3 separate regions of the Mus musculus genome follow, and all the other regions are linked to region 2. Evidence: chromatin contacts called from public Hi-C and promoter capture Hi-C data. All regions are on one chromosome and are shown on one strand. Each heading gives the region's core, a stretch centred on a gene start, on an enhancer-like site or on the middle of the called end of the contact. The rest is flanking DNA. Distances are from core to core; before and after follow the strand shown.

Region 1 (4,117 bases), core at 972-3,471, 170 kb before region 2:
CCAGCTGTATGACCAATGCAGAAGAAAAATTTCCAATGGATTTGGGTAAGTTTCTAAAAAGAAAAGCCATCCCTGAGGATAGTTTGCAAGCCTTCCTACAAAAAAAAAAAAAAAAAAAAAAAAGTCAGTTATGAGGTTACTAATGCAGTTTTAAAAACCTAAAATATATGGACCAGTTATGAGACATAAAGCATAAAGTAGTTTTCATTACTACTACTACTACTTTGTCTTCCTCTTTGTCCTGTTTTGTCCATGCTCTTCATGTTAAAAAGAATTAACAATAGACAGTTAGAAGCAGCAGCTGACAAAAGTTTTCAGCCTCCTGCTGGCAAGGTTAATCCAAGTTTGGAAGAAAATCCATGTCAAGTTTCTGATTGTCAAGCTCTGTAGCAAAGTTTAGTAGCTGATATTTATGGTGGGTTTTATTGTTTGGTTATCTACAATGACTATTTTTTTAAGCTTAATTCAATAATCCCAGAGCCAGGTCCAGAATTTATATCTGATTATCAGAAGCAGAAGATATTGAGAAACATCAAGTTCTTTCATAATATTTAGTCATGAAGATAATATTTAATTAAATAGGCACAGAGAAAAAATATAGCCAAGTCTGATTTTAATAGCCTTTTGGAAAATGCCTCATGAATTTTTAACTGCAATAGACTTAGAGCTTGTCTTTATGACTCAGCAGAAGGATGTTTTTTCATAATCCACTGGTTTCAGTTGACATTCAAAAAAAGAACATTATCTACTAAATCATCAATATCCCTAGCTGAAACACCTTAAGTTTCCCTTAGAGACTTAGTTTTGGCCTATAAATCTGCCACCAACCTCAGATACAGAGGAAAAAAAATCCTGGTAAGTATCAGCAGACAATAATCTTCCCTATACACATAAGATCAACAAGAGACAGTTCTTTCCTACCAAATTTCAGAATAATTTAATTTTTTTTTAAAGAACCAAACAGTTCCTGGTCTCAGTATCCATGGTGATCTGACAAAGGATGGATGAGATACCGGTGGTCCATGTAACCGAATAGACTGAGCATCTGTCCTTAAAAAGTTTATATTCTGAAAAGTAACCAAGTAGGATTAGATCAACATAGGAAAACAGAATAAAAGATGAATCAAAGGTGAAATATGAGGAATTGAGATGAATGATACATCAGTAATGAATCCTGTCCTACTTCTATCCTTGAGCCTTAGAAACAGTAAAACTACATAAGAATATTGCATACGATTTCTTCTCAGAAGACTTGAGCTTTGTTTCCAGCTCTACTCAGTAAAGCATGGCAAAATATAGACCAACAACACAAAGGTAAATAAATGAATAATACAAAACTATGATGTTTGCAATGTAAGCTCTACAAAGTTTTATCTGCCTATGGTCGTATAAAACATATTCTTGAGTCATTTGGGGATATGGCTTTTATCATTTCAGGTAAAAATTTTAGGATTACATTATATTTTATCTTCATAAGAAAGCCCAGAATTAGGAGAGTATCCCTTTAGTTTTAGGATAATATTGGTCATTCTTTCTGAGAAATAAGTATCTTAGTTATATGAACCACCGCTAAGTTTGGAGGTGTTTCAGAACCTATGTCCAGCTGCTAGACATACAGCATCTGGCCATTCCTCTATGGCATACATGTGGCCTAGAGTGCTATGAATCATCATGGCACTGACCCGCCCTTCATGCTGGACACGTGTACTGCCTAATTTTATGTCAATTTGATACAAAATAAAATAATCTGATAGGAGGAAACCTAGATTAATAAAATCCCTCTATAGGATTAGTCTGTAGGCAAGCCTGTAGGGCATTTTCTTAATTAGTGATTAATGGAGAAGGACCCAGTTCATTGTGGGTGGTACCAACCTAGGGCTGGTAAGCTCATGGTTTCTATACAAAAGCAGGTTTAACAATTTACCAGAAACAAGCCATTAAGCAGCAATCCTACATGGCCTCTGCATCAGCTTATGCTTCCAGGTTCCTGCCTTTTTGGGTTCCTGTTCTGACTATCTTTGATAATGACAGAGAAGTACAAGCAAAATAAACCCTTTCCTCCACAAATTGCTTTTAGTAATGTTTCATTACAGCAATAGTAACCATAAGGCCAAAGCATTTTTCTACTTGAACTGATACAGTTCTGCTTTCCCTAACCTCTGTGGTTCTCTTCCTCTCCCTGTACTTTCATGTCACTGCTTTTATGAGCTTGTGCCTTAAACAAATGCCAAGGCTTAGTTTACTGGCTTAGTATCTTGCCTCAGACCGGCCTCAGTTGGCCCCCTTCAATCCATAGGAAAAATCAGGGTTCTGGTTACAAGTAGGCAAGGAGTCGGCGAGAAAAGGTTGACAAACAGACATGGACACAAGGAAGTGTGCTGTATCTGAATGTAATTTGTCAAAGTGAGCATCAGTCTTATATATTACAGGAAACAAAGAAACTAAGTGATACATTAAGGCCATCCAAGGTACATTGAAGTTATCTGATGCAAAATTACTTTTACAACAAATCAGAAGAATGCATACTAAAAGCTAACAGGAACCAACTGGGATAAAGTCAATGTTAACAACTGGGATCAAAAGCAGCCCCACCTAAGGTTCACTTAATCTTAGAAGTCAGGGGAAAGGACTTCATGCCCTTGCCATAGTTCCAATTCTAGTCTATTGTATAGTCCACCTTCCCCCTAGGCTATTGTAAATTCCTGTGTATGGGAGTGACTCAGCTATCTATTTTTCTTTTCTTTTCTTTTCTTTTCTTTTCTTTTCTTTTCTTTTCGTTTCATTTTGTTTTTGTTGTTTTGTTTTTTCTTTCTTTTTTTTTCTTTCTTTTTTCCATTTTTTATTAGGTATTTAGCTCATTTACATTTCCAATGCTATACCAAAAGTCCCCCATACCCACCCACCCCCACTCCCCTACCCACCCACTTCCCTTTTTTGGCCCTGGCGCTCTTTCTAAGTATTTATTCTAGTTCCTTCTTAGACCACAACCCTCCTTTTTCCTAGGCCATGGTAAGTTCTTGCATATGGGAGTAACTTGGCTGCTCTTTTAAGTATCTGTAGGGAATCTCTATTTGTCAGAAGAACTCACCAACTTTCTTCTAATATGCAATGTAGTCTGTCATACCTGACTGTAATGAAGATTCTAAGTATACTTTGCTAAACTTGCCCTAAGATTTCTAACTATTATCCAGTATTAATTTCTAACTATTAATACTGTAAGAAAGCATGCAAGACCCTTCACACTATCACAGGGACATATCTGGGGCATTCTTGCTATGGGAATGCCAAGGTTCCAGGAGACTAAGTTTCTGTGAACTCTTCGCCTCGGGACTGTGTCCAGATTTTTAGACCTGTCATGCGAGTCACTACTGGAGTGGATGTAGCAGTATCTGATAACTTCTCATCCCCACAACTGAAGGAACAGGGAAAACATCTTAGCAGGCATCTCATTGGTGGTGTGGGGAGAGACATGTATTAATCTTAGTAAGAAGAAAACACAAATATTCCATACATCGTCCTGTCTTATATTGCTGTGAGTGAACAAGGACTCAGTATGGAACCTGCAAATATGGTGAGTGAGAAGGCTGGAGGACATGAGATTGTCTATAGCACTAGCACCGAAGTAGCCAAGTGGGTAGGCCACTTGTTCTACTTTGGTTTCTTGATTGCTGTGCTAAAACACTGAACAAAATTATCTTGTGGTAGAAATGGTTATTTTATTTTGCATTTTATCAGGAGAAGCGAGGGCAGGAGCTCAATGCTGGAACTTAGAGGCAGGAAATGAAACAGAGTCCATGGAGAACTCTTATTACTCTGCAGCTACATTTGCCTTGCTCAGCTCCCTTCTTCATAAAACCCAGAACCATCTTCACAGGGGCTGTATTTCCTTCCCATTCAGTTAGCAACCAAGAAAATCCCCCATAAGCCAATCTGATGGAAAAATTCTTCAACTGAGGTTCTTTTTTTCCTGATATACCAAGAAAACTGAAGCTAACTATGAACCCTATTCCTCCTCCAATAGAAAATTCAATCATGAAATGATTCATATAACACATATATATCTAAAATAGTTTTTTAAAGAAGAAAAACAAGAGTGATAATATCTGATGAAACAAGG
Region 2 (3,617 bases), core at 164-2,663:
TGTTTGTTGTAGTCCCCTTTCCCTGTAGTCTTCCTTTTCTTGCTTTATGCCATGCACCCTCCCCCATCCTCCACTCCCACTCCCTTTAGGAGGTTAAATAATCTTTTTCAGAAAAAAAAAATACACCTCTCAATTTCTTTTCCTTGCCAAGTAGGCCCGGTGAACAAGATGCACATAGTAACCATCATGACCCTCATCAGACTTCCACTAAGGCTTCCTAGTTTGCTGTTCAAAGGAGGGAAAGACCCAGGTCAAACAGAAAGCTGCTGAGAGCTGGCCAGGGCAGCAGCGCCCTTTCTGCTCAGAAGGCTTTCATAGAGGCACTGAGATTATCGCTGTCCACACATCGGTGCTGAATATTAAAGGCTGGGGTTTGCTCTCCTCTGTTCAATCCCTCCAGTTAGAGTCCATCAAGGCAGTATGATTGCTGTTTCGAAGGTGGGCATAGGGACGTTCTCTTATTCTCCCTCTAAGGGCAATCTGTATTCCACAAAGATTCTTGCTGTATTTTATGTGAAAGTACCAGCACAGCTTCAAGTCAGTGCCAAAGTTAAAATCTCCAGTGAGGGAAAAATAGAAAGTTCTGGGTTAATGAAACTTGCCACCTCCCTCACTGAGTCGATATGAAAGTCTTTGGGGCTCTGAACCTCCTCGTTGAAAATTTAAAACATGTTTCTATGTTAAAAACTCATGTTGCTAATCAATCAGTCTTCCTTTTCTCCTTTTTAATGTAAACACTGTAATGATGGTGGCCCTGGGCTCCAAATGATCTGGGGTCGAATTTTAGAAACTGCTTTAGTAGGGGTCAGAAGCAAGAGAGGAGGAATTACGAGTGATTTAAAACGCACTATAAAAATGTTGTTTCAACACTGTGTAGAGGAAGTGCTTATTTCCTTACAGGATTTGAAACAATGCATCAGGTAGCTTCGCTCCTCTGCTCCCAGCCTCTGAAAGATCAAAACACGAGTCCTAGATTGTGTCTGTTTTATAACAAATGCTGATACTCAAGAACCATTATAAGAATTCTATCATCACCAGGCACATTCATAGGAGATATAAGGTAAGATAGAGAAAATAGATGGAAGGCGGGGGTGGGAGGTAGGGAGTGAGGGGTAATTGTTGTGCTTCCTGCCTTGGGATCTTGGTAGTTATATTCAAATGAGGCGGTTCTCTTTGAAGAATGGAGATGTTTCTCACAGCTACAGTATTTATGAACAGGCAGCAGAACTGACCGATCCCACCAGTTTCTTTTCCTTTTCTTAATCCTTCCCTGCCTATTTTAGTCACTTCTCCACCCCGCCGGGAATACCATCCAGTTCTCAGTCCAGGTAGATCTGACGTCAAGAGATGGCTTTCGTCGATTTGACGTGTAAACACTCATTTCTATTCTGGTTGGTAAGGCTGGGGCTCCACTCAGTCGGGAGACTGAAGCACTTTAGTGAGCGCTCGCTCTCGCCGCCCAGCCTCTCCCAGTGAGCCTCTAGCTCTAGTAGAGCAACCCAGAGCCAGGAGAGGTTTTAAGCTGCTGGGTGGAAAGGTCGAGTCTAGCTGGTGTGTCTCTGATCTTGCTTCTTTTCTCCCAGCCCTTCCTACTTGTGTGAGAACAAGGTTTTGAGCCATGGAGCAAAGAGGTTGGACTCTGCAGTGTACTGCTTTCGCCTTCTTTTGCGTTTGGTGTGCACTAAACAGTGTAAAAGCAAAGAGGCAGTTTGTTAATGAATGGGCGGCGGAGATCCCCGGAGGGCAAGAAGCTGCCTCTGCCATCGCCGAAGAACTGGGGTATGACCTTTTGGGTCAGGTAAGAGTTTCCACTTTCGAAAAACTTTCTGGGGCTTAAGGACTCTGGTAGGGCTAAAGTGAAGTGGGAGCCGCTTGCGCTACCCGGCGCCCAGTGTCGCAAGCAGCTCGGAGAATCCTCCCCCTGCTCGCGCTTTTAGAGGAGAAATGCTTGCATTATTTACTGTTTGGGCTGGGCGCCGCTAAACAAGAGGAAGCTGCTCAGCCGACACTGTTCTCTCTGTTGTTGGCTCTAGACTTGAAATCCTCTTCCTCGAGGTTTGGAAAATGAAATAAAAAGCCTTTTACGTTTGTTCGGGGAACTTGAAGGTGCACAGGGGCTCTCGTCTATCTTGGGAAAGGAAGTGAGCTCGGTCCCCTGGGACACAGGAGGCTTGCGGCCAGAGCTGACGCTTTCCTTCTTTTTCAATATGGCAGCACCAGCTCCCAGTACTGAAAACAGGGGACAGGCAGGCTTGAAGATTCCTGAGTGTAAGGGCGCGCCCAGCTGCTGGTACTAGTGACTCCCCAGTCAGGTGATGGTGGTGGTAGTTCAGAATCTGTAGGGGAAACTGGAAGGGGATTAGGTAGGGGAAAAAGTCCGAGCATCGCCAGTGGGGGAGTTCAGGATTTTCCCTGATAACTTGTGAAGTCTGAGCTTCCTAACTTTGCATGGCCAGTGTCTTAGCATGGTCTGGTTGCAGAAATGACTGTGGGGAAAGGATCTCTTTCTGTCTTGTACCTCGGCCGTGTGCACAAACATTTCCTGGGGTTTTCGGGTTATGAGATAAACTGATATTTGTCCAAGTGTATGCTGAATTAACAGACAGGTGGGGAGGGGTGCGCAGAAGCATTAAGTTGGAGTCTGCTTGGCAGAGCAGTCCCAAAAGAGAATCACAGAGGGTGTGATTTCTAATCTGAGCATTTCTTTCCCTTGAAATGGAGTCAAACCCCTCACCATTGCCAGGGAAATTGTCCACAGTTAAGGGGGGAGAGGAGGGAGTAACGAGTTGTAAAACATTTTGGCGCGTTTTCTATTCTGGAGGTGGTGATTGAGACTCTGAAGTCACAGATGAGTAATCGGCGTAGGCAGTGTCTATTTCATACATCAAATCCACTAGGAAATATTCCTTCTCTAGCCAGAGGCTTCATTCTCTAACTTTGTGAGCTAAATGGTCCTGAAAGACCCAGCATGAAACTCAATAAAATTCCCAGAGCCTTTCTGAACAGTTCCAGGCTGTGCCTTAGGGACTGAAGACTAAAAGGAGGATAAGACATGCTAAGGACAATGGACCTGAATGCAATTTGTGTGAGAGATGTTGTAGTTGGTGGTTTAATTCAGCATGTTTTTTGATAGAAGGGGGAAAGGTAGAAGGGAATTTGGGGGGGGGGCATGAAAAAAAGCTACGGAAAATATCTACTACACAGGAGTTGAGTAAAGTCTGAGGCTGCCAGAAGAACATGGTGAGTAAGATTGGAGAAGTCACTCCAGGCATAGAAAATAGTTTACAGGGGAAACAGACACAAAGCTGCTTCGTATTGTTTGGTTATTGTGTATAATTCTTGAACATTTGGGAACCAAAGAGAGAGAGTAGCTGATGGAATTTTCCAGGTGGGTAATACAAGCATCATGGAAATTTGTATGTCCTAGGTGGGAGAGGTGGTATTTAGTCAGCAGCTTGATATTTGTGATGGGAAAAGAAAGAGAACATAAGACTCTCCTCCCCCACACGCCACACATCAATGTCATACACACATCTACACCTAGACCACTATGTATAAAAAGTATTTTTCAAAATAAACTAGCTTCCCTCTAGTCATTTTTTTGCTAAAGTGTCAAA
Region 3 (3,921 bases), core at 570-3,069, 200 kb before region 2:
AAAATGTATTAATGTAACTGCTATTTACATAGCCAATCATACTAAAAATGACCTAACCATCCCTAAAATTACCCTAGCTGCACTTAAAAGGAGCCTGTGGGCTTATCTGGCTATCACCATTTTGTATGAATGGCTAACCCCCACATGCTAGTTGGTTTTGCATAATAAACACTCTTTGCTTTTGGATACCATTTAAGTCTGGCATCTTCCTTCAGTGACTCTTGGACCCTTACAGCATCATCACTCTGACCACTCAAGCTGCTTCCAGTTTCTATCTGTAGTTGCCTTGGCAGGAGTAGCTAACATCTGGCCAACATCCCAAGAACTCTTCTAACATCCTGTGTTCCAGTCATTCCATCTTCTTTGCTGTCAGAAGTGGTGATCTTTCCTTCATGTACTTATGTTTTCTGTGTTACTCCAAGTACTGCCTTTCTTCTTTCTAGTCTGAAGAAAATTCACATGGGCAGTAAAGACTTAGTATAAAGTAGCACTGAAAGAAAGAAAAAAAGAAAAAGGGAACAAAGAAATGCTCTGGAAAGTGGGTACTGGATTTAGGGACAGAGACTCTCCGTCTACCATTAAGTGTTATAATATGGTACAACTAACTCAGCTTCTTCATGATACATTACTAGAGAATCAAATAATAAGAATTCAGAAGTTCTTTGAAGAGTGTGTGATATAAATGACATAAATGGCTGCACACAATATGTCACCACCTTGTTTTCAGCTTTCCTAGTTATGTTTTAATTAGTTTATGCAGTTCTCACAGAAAATTTAGTAAAATAACATAAAACTAGGTGTATATACTGTGCCTCCAAGAAATGAGTTCTGAAATGAAAATTCTAGCATTAGGTATGCTTTACTCTTTACCAGTGTATTGGTGACAAAACTTTACCTAAGGAGATATAACACACATACACTTCTCACCCCAGGTAGGGAACCCAGAACTGACCAAAGTATGGATATCACCAAAGTCCAACTTGGTGAACTCATGAGTCCTATTGTGGCTACTTACCAGAATAGGGCTGAGGGGTTACTTATAGGAGCAGCCATGACTCAAAGACAGCTGTACCACCAGAGCCCACCTCAGTATGGGTGACAGCTCACAAAAGCTGAGAACCTGGAGCACACAGTGGGCAGCCTGCGGGCAGATTAACAAGTTGGTTGATATCCTTTGTAAGTGACTCAGTTGGTCTAAGCCTTTTCCTACACAGCTCAGCTGGCTTCAGTTTCTTTCAGTCTGTTGGCCTAGTCTCAATCTTCATTGTAGATGGGCTTGTCTGAGAGTGACTCTCAACAGCTTGGCTTATTTACTCCAGCAGATAAGGGGCTGGGGAATCTGGTCAGTTTCAGGAACTTCCTGAGGCTATTCTGAATTATTTTCCTGCTTAAGGAGCTTCAAGTCAAGATGGAATGTTCTGATCTCTGAAGAAACTACTATGCAACAAGTTGTCCAGGCAGGCCCAACGCCCTGCAAACTCATTGCTTTCTAATGTCTATCAGAATTTGATGGTGTAATGGACTTAGTACTGAACCCAAACCCAAGGAAAGATGATAAAATATCAAAAGTTTATTAACTGATGGCTGGTGGCACTTCTACTTGGGAAAGAAATGTGTGCCATATGCAGAGACATCAGTATCATATAAATTTTGTTGCTGGGCAAGCAAGAATAAGCAGGCAGATTAAAAGGCCGAATGCAAAGCAGTTAGTTTGAGCTAAGACCACAACATTTTTTAAAAAGTATGAAATAACAGACATGGTTCCATATGTGACCAAGCTTACACAACTTCAGATGTTATCCCCTTCCTCTGTGACTCAACTTTAGATGCTATCTTTTTCCTGTCATTGCACCTTCGTTACAGCACATTGAATCTAGGTCGAGAACGATTTAACCCTTGGGCTGTTTTTTTTTTTTTTTTTTTCTTTTGGAGAAGTTTTTCTCCTAGGGCACATTGGTGGTAAGACCCTGTTGTTGAAGACCACGTACTTGGGTCACAGGCATAGACAAATCAAACTGCGGGTGAGCTAGGTGCTTCTTCCCCACTGGATGGCAGTCACGATGTTAAAAGAGATCATACAGGGTGGTTGGGTAAAAAAGTCACCCATAGTCACAATCAACTACGAATTATTTTTAGCCACAGTGATGACCTATAAAGCAAGATGTACTTTCTAATAATATTATGATTGGTATTGGGTTATCCAATTGCTTTCTTGTTGGATTTTAGGCCTACTCCATAGGAAGTAACTCAAACTTTGTGAGGTGTTTTTGGCTAAAGAAATCAGAGTTCCTAGGTAAGGAATGTAAGTTCCAAAGTTCTCAGGGAAATAGCTGTCCTGATATAGGTGTTGCAGCTCAGAGTGGAAAAGATACAGCTCTGCTCTGGTAGGGAAGGTTTTCCCAGTACAAGTGTTGCAGCTCTAATAGAAAGGTATCTTGGTGTCCTGGAGCCAAAGAGTACTGTTAGGAAAAGTATTGTTCCCCAAGACCCCCTGAGGGACAAACAACATGGAATAAGAGACAAAGACAGGCAATAGAGGACTAGGGAGAAAGGAAAGGGGATGGAGGGGCGGTGGTTATTTGTGCCAGAACACAAAGGACTGCCTCTAGATAGAGAAGAGACAGATATGGCACATAGCAAATGACAGTTTATAAAGGTAAAATGGAGCCAGGCGTGGTGGTGAATGCCTTTAATCCCAACACTCAGGAGGAAGAGGCAGGTGGATTTCTGAGTTCAAAGCCAGTTTGGTCTACAAAGTGAGTTCCAGGACAGACAGGGCTATACAGAGAAACCCTGTCCAAAAAAAAAAAAAAAAAAAAAAAAAAAAGGTAAAATGGTGAGAAACCTTGCATTAGGAAGAGTTGTTTAATTTTAATTGGACATGTTAATTATGTGAGACAAAGGGGGCTTTAGTTGCTGAGCAAGGAAGAAGTGATCAAATAAGGAAATAGACCTTGGTGGCTAACAGTTTTTAGCAAGACAGAGAAAAGAGAGAGAAGGTAAAAGCACACTTGTACTAGGCTCACTGTGCTCAGGCTTGCCATGGTCCCCTCAAATACCACAAAATCACACAGTAAAATCAACCTCACACAAGAGTCTTATTGGAAGAGACTCAAGGTGGCTGCCTCTGTGCAGAGAAGCAGCAGGGAGGTGAGCAGGAGACAGGGTTTTGGAGGAGAGAAGTTTTCCAGGGTGGAGATTTCCAGGGTTGGGATGGCCAGATTTCAAACTGTGCCCAGGGGTTGGTGTATTTTGGTAAATTTTCAAACTGATTACCCTATAAGGAATGTATTATCATTGTTTTTTCTAAGCAGTCATTTTTATACCTAGATATGCTTCTTATTGTAGTGAGCAACAGTTACTGTAGACCTAATGCTAGGATAAGAGATTGCACTCAGAAACTCAGCTGCTGGGGTTATCTGCACAAGACCTGCACAACTGATGTTTCGCTCATGAAGATACGGGAAAAACCAACAAGACCCCACCTTTCCCTGAGGAACTATTGACAACTAACAGTTGCTGGGTAAGAGGTATTATTTTCTTCAGATATGTAGCCTCTGACTGCATTCCTCTACCCAAAATGGAACAAAAAAAAATTGTATTAACCTTCATGGATTACACAAAAAAGAAGACAAGGAAGCAGGATGGAGATTTATTTGGAAGAAAGTTTTCAGTGGGCAAGGCATGAGAACAGAGAATAGGGGAGAGGGAAGTGACTAAAATTCAGTATATGAACACATATAGCTCTTAAACAATAAAAGTTAAATATATAAAAAATTTATAGCAAACATAGATATTATGTAGAATGTTTTGTGGTGTCAGTAAAATTTCCTGAGATTCTATGTCAATAAATGAATAAAAATAGGTTTTAATATTTGTGAAATGTTTAATGTACTATATTTAGTTCTAAGTGTATTACAT

What was found. Promoter capture Hi-C pulls out the DNA fragments that hold promoters and counts their contacts. Hi-C and Micro-C count contacts between places; a contact is called where the count stands out from the background.
Region 1: a contact with region 2 is called in a promoter capture Hi-C map of embryonic stem cells, with 4 times the contacts expected there. The contact joins the enhancer-like site here to the promoter of Pcsk1 in region 2. A contact is called at or near these places in 11 of 39 promoter capture datasets (the 3T3-L1 cell line, the C10 cell line, cranial neural crest and 4 more), 2 of 484 Hi-C or Micro-C datasets (the AML12 cell line and cortical neurons), 1 of 115 datasets of contacts at active chromatin or transcription factors (embryonic stem cells) and 1 of 9 other capture datasets (adipose tissue).
Region 3: a contact with region 2 is called in a Hi-C map of group 2 innate lymphoid cells, with 1.8 times the contacts expected there. The contact joins the enhancer-like site here to the promoter of Pcsk1 in region 2. A contact is called at or near these places in 9 of 39 promoter capture datasets (the 3T3-L1 cell line, 3T3-L1-derived adipocytes, the C10 cell line and 5 more), 3 of 484 Hi-C or Micro-C datasets (cortical neurons and group 2 innate lymphoid cells) and 1 of 115 datasets of contacts at active chromatin or transcription factors (bone marrow-derived macrophages).

Annotation. Positions count from the first base shown.
Region 1 is chr13:74,920,035-74,924,151 of GRCm38.p6, forward strand. No RefSeq gene overlaps it. Among named protein-coding and RNA genes, the nearest start is that of Gm30867, 91 kb to the right of the region's middle. Within about 2 kb of position 2,222, at least 5 of the 459 cell types and tissues checked have an H3K27ac peak or open chromatin away from gene starts, as enhancers often do. A contact at or near this core is called in embryonic stem cells, where this site is marked.
Region 2 is chr13:75,088,444-75,092,060 of GRCm38.p6, forward strand. Pcsk1 (proprotein convertase subtilisin/kexin type 1) reads left to right here and starts at 1,414. Exons shown (of 14, transcript NM_013628.3): 1 at 1,414-1,798. The coding sequence starts at 1,619.
Region 3 is chr13:74,888,257-74,892,177 of GRCm38.p6, forward strand. No RefSeq gene overlaps it. Among named protein-coding and RNA genes, the nearest start is that of Cast, 82 kb to the left of the region's middle. Within about 2 kb of position 1,820, at least 8 of the 459 cell types and tissues checked have an H3K27ac peak or open chromatin away from gene starts, as enhancers often do. A contact at or near this core is called in group 2 innate lymphoid cells, where this site is marked.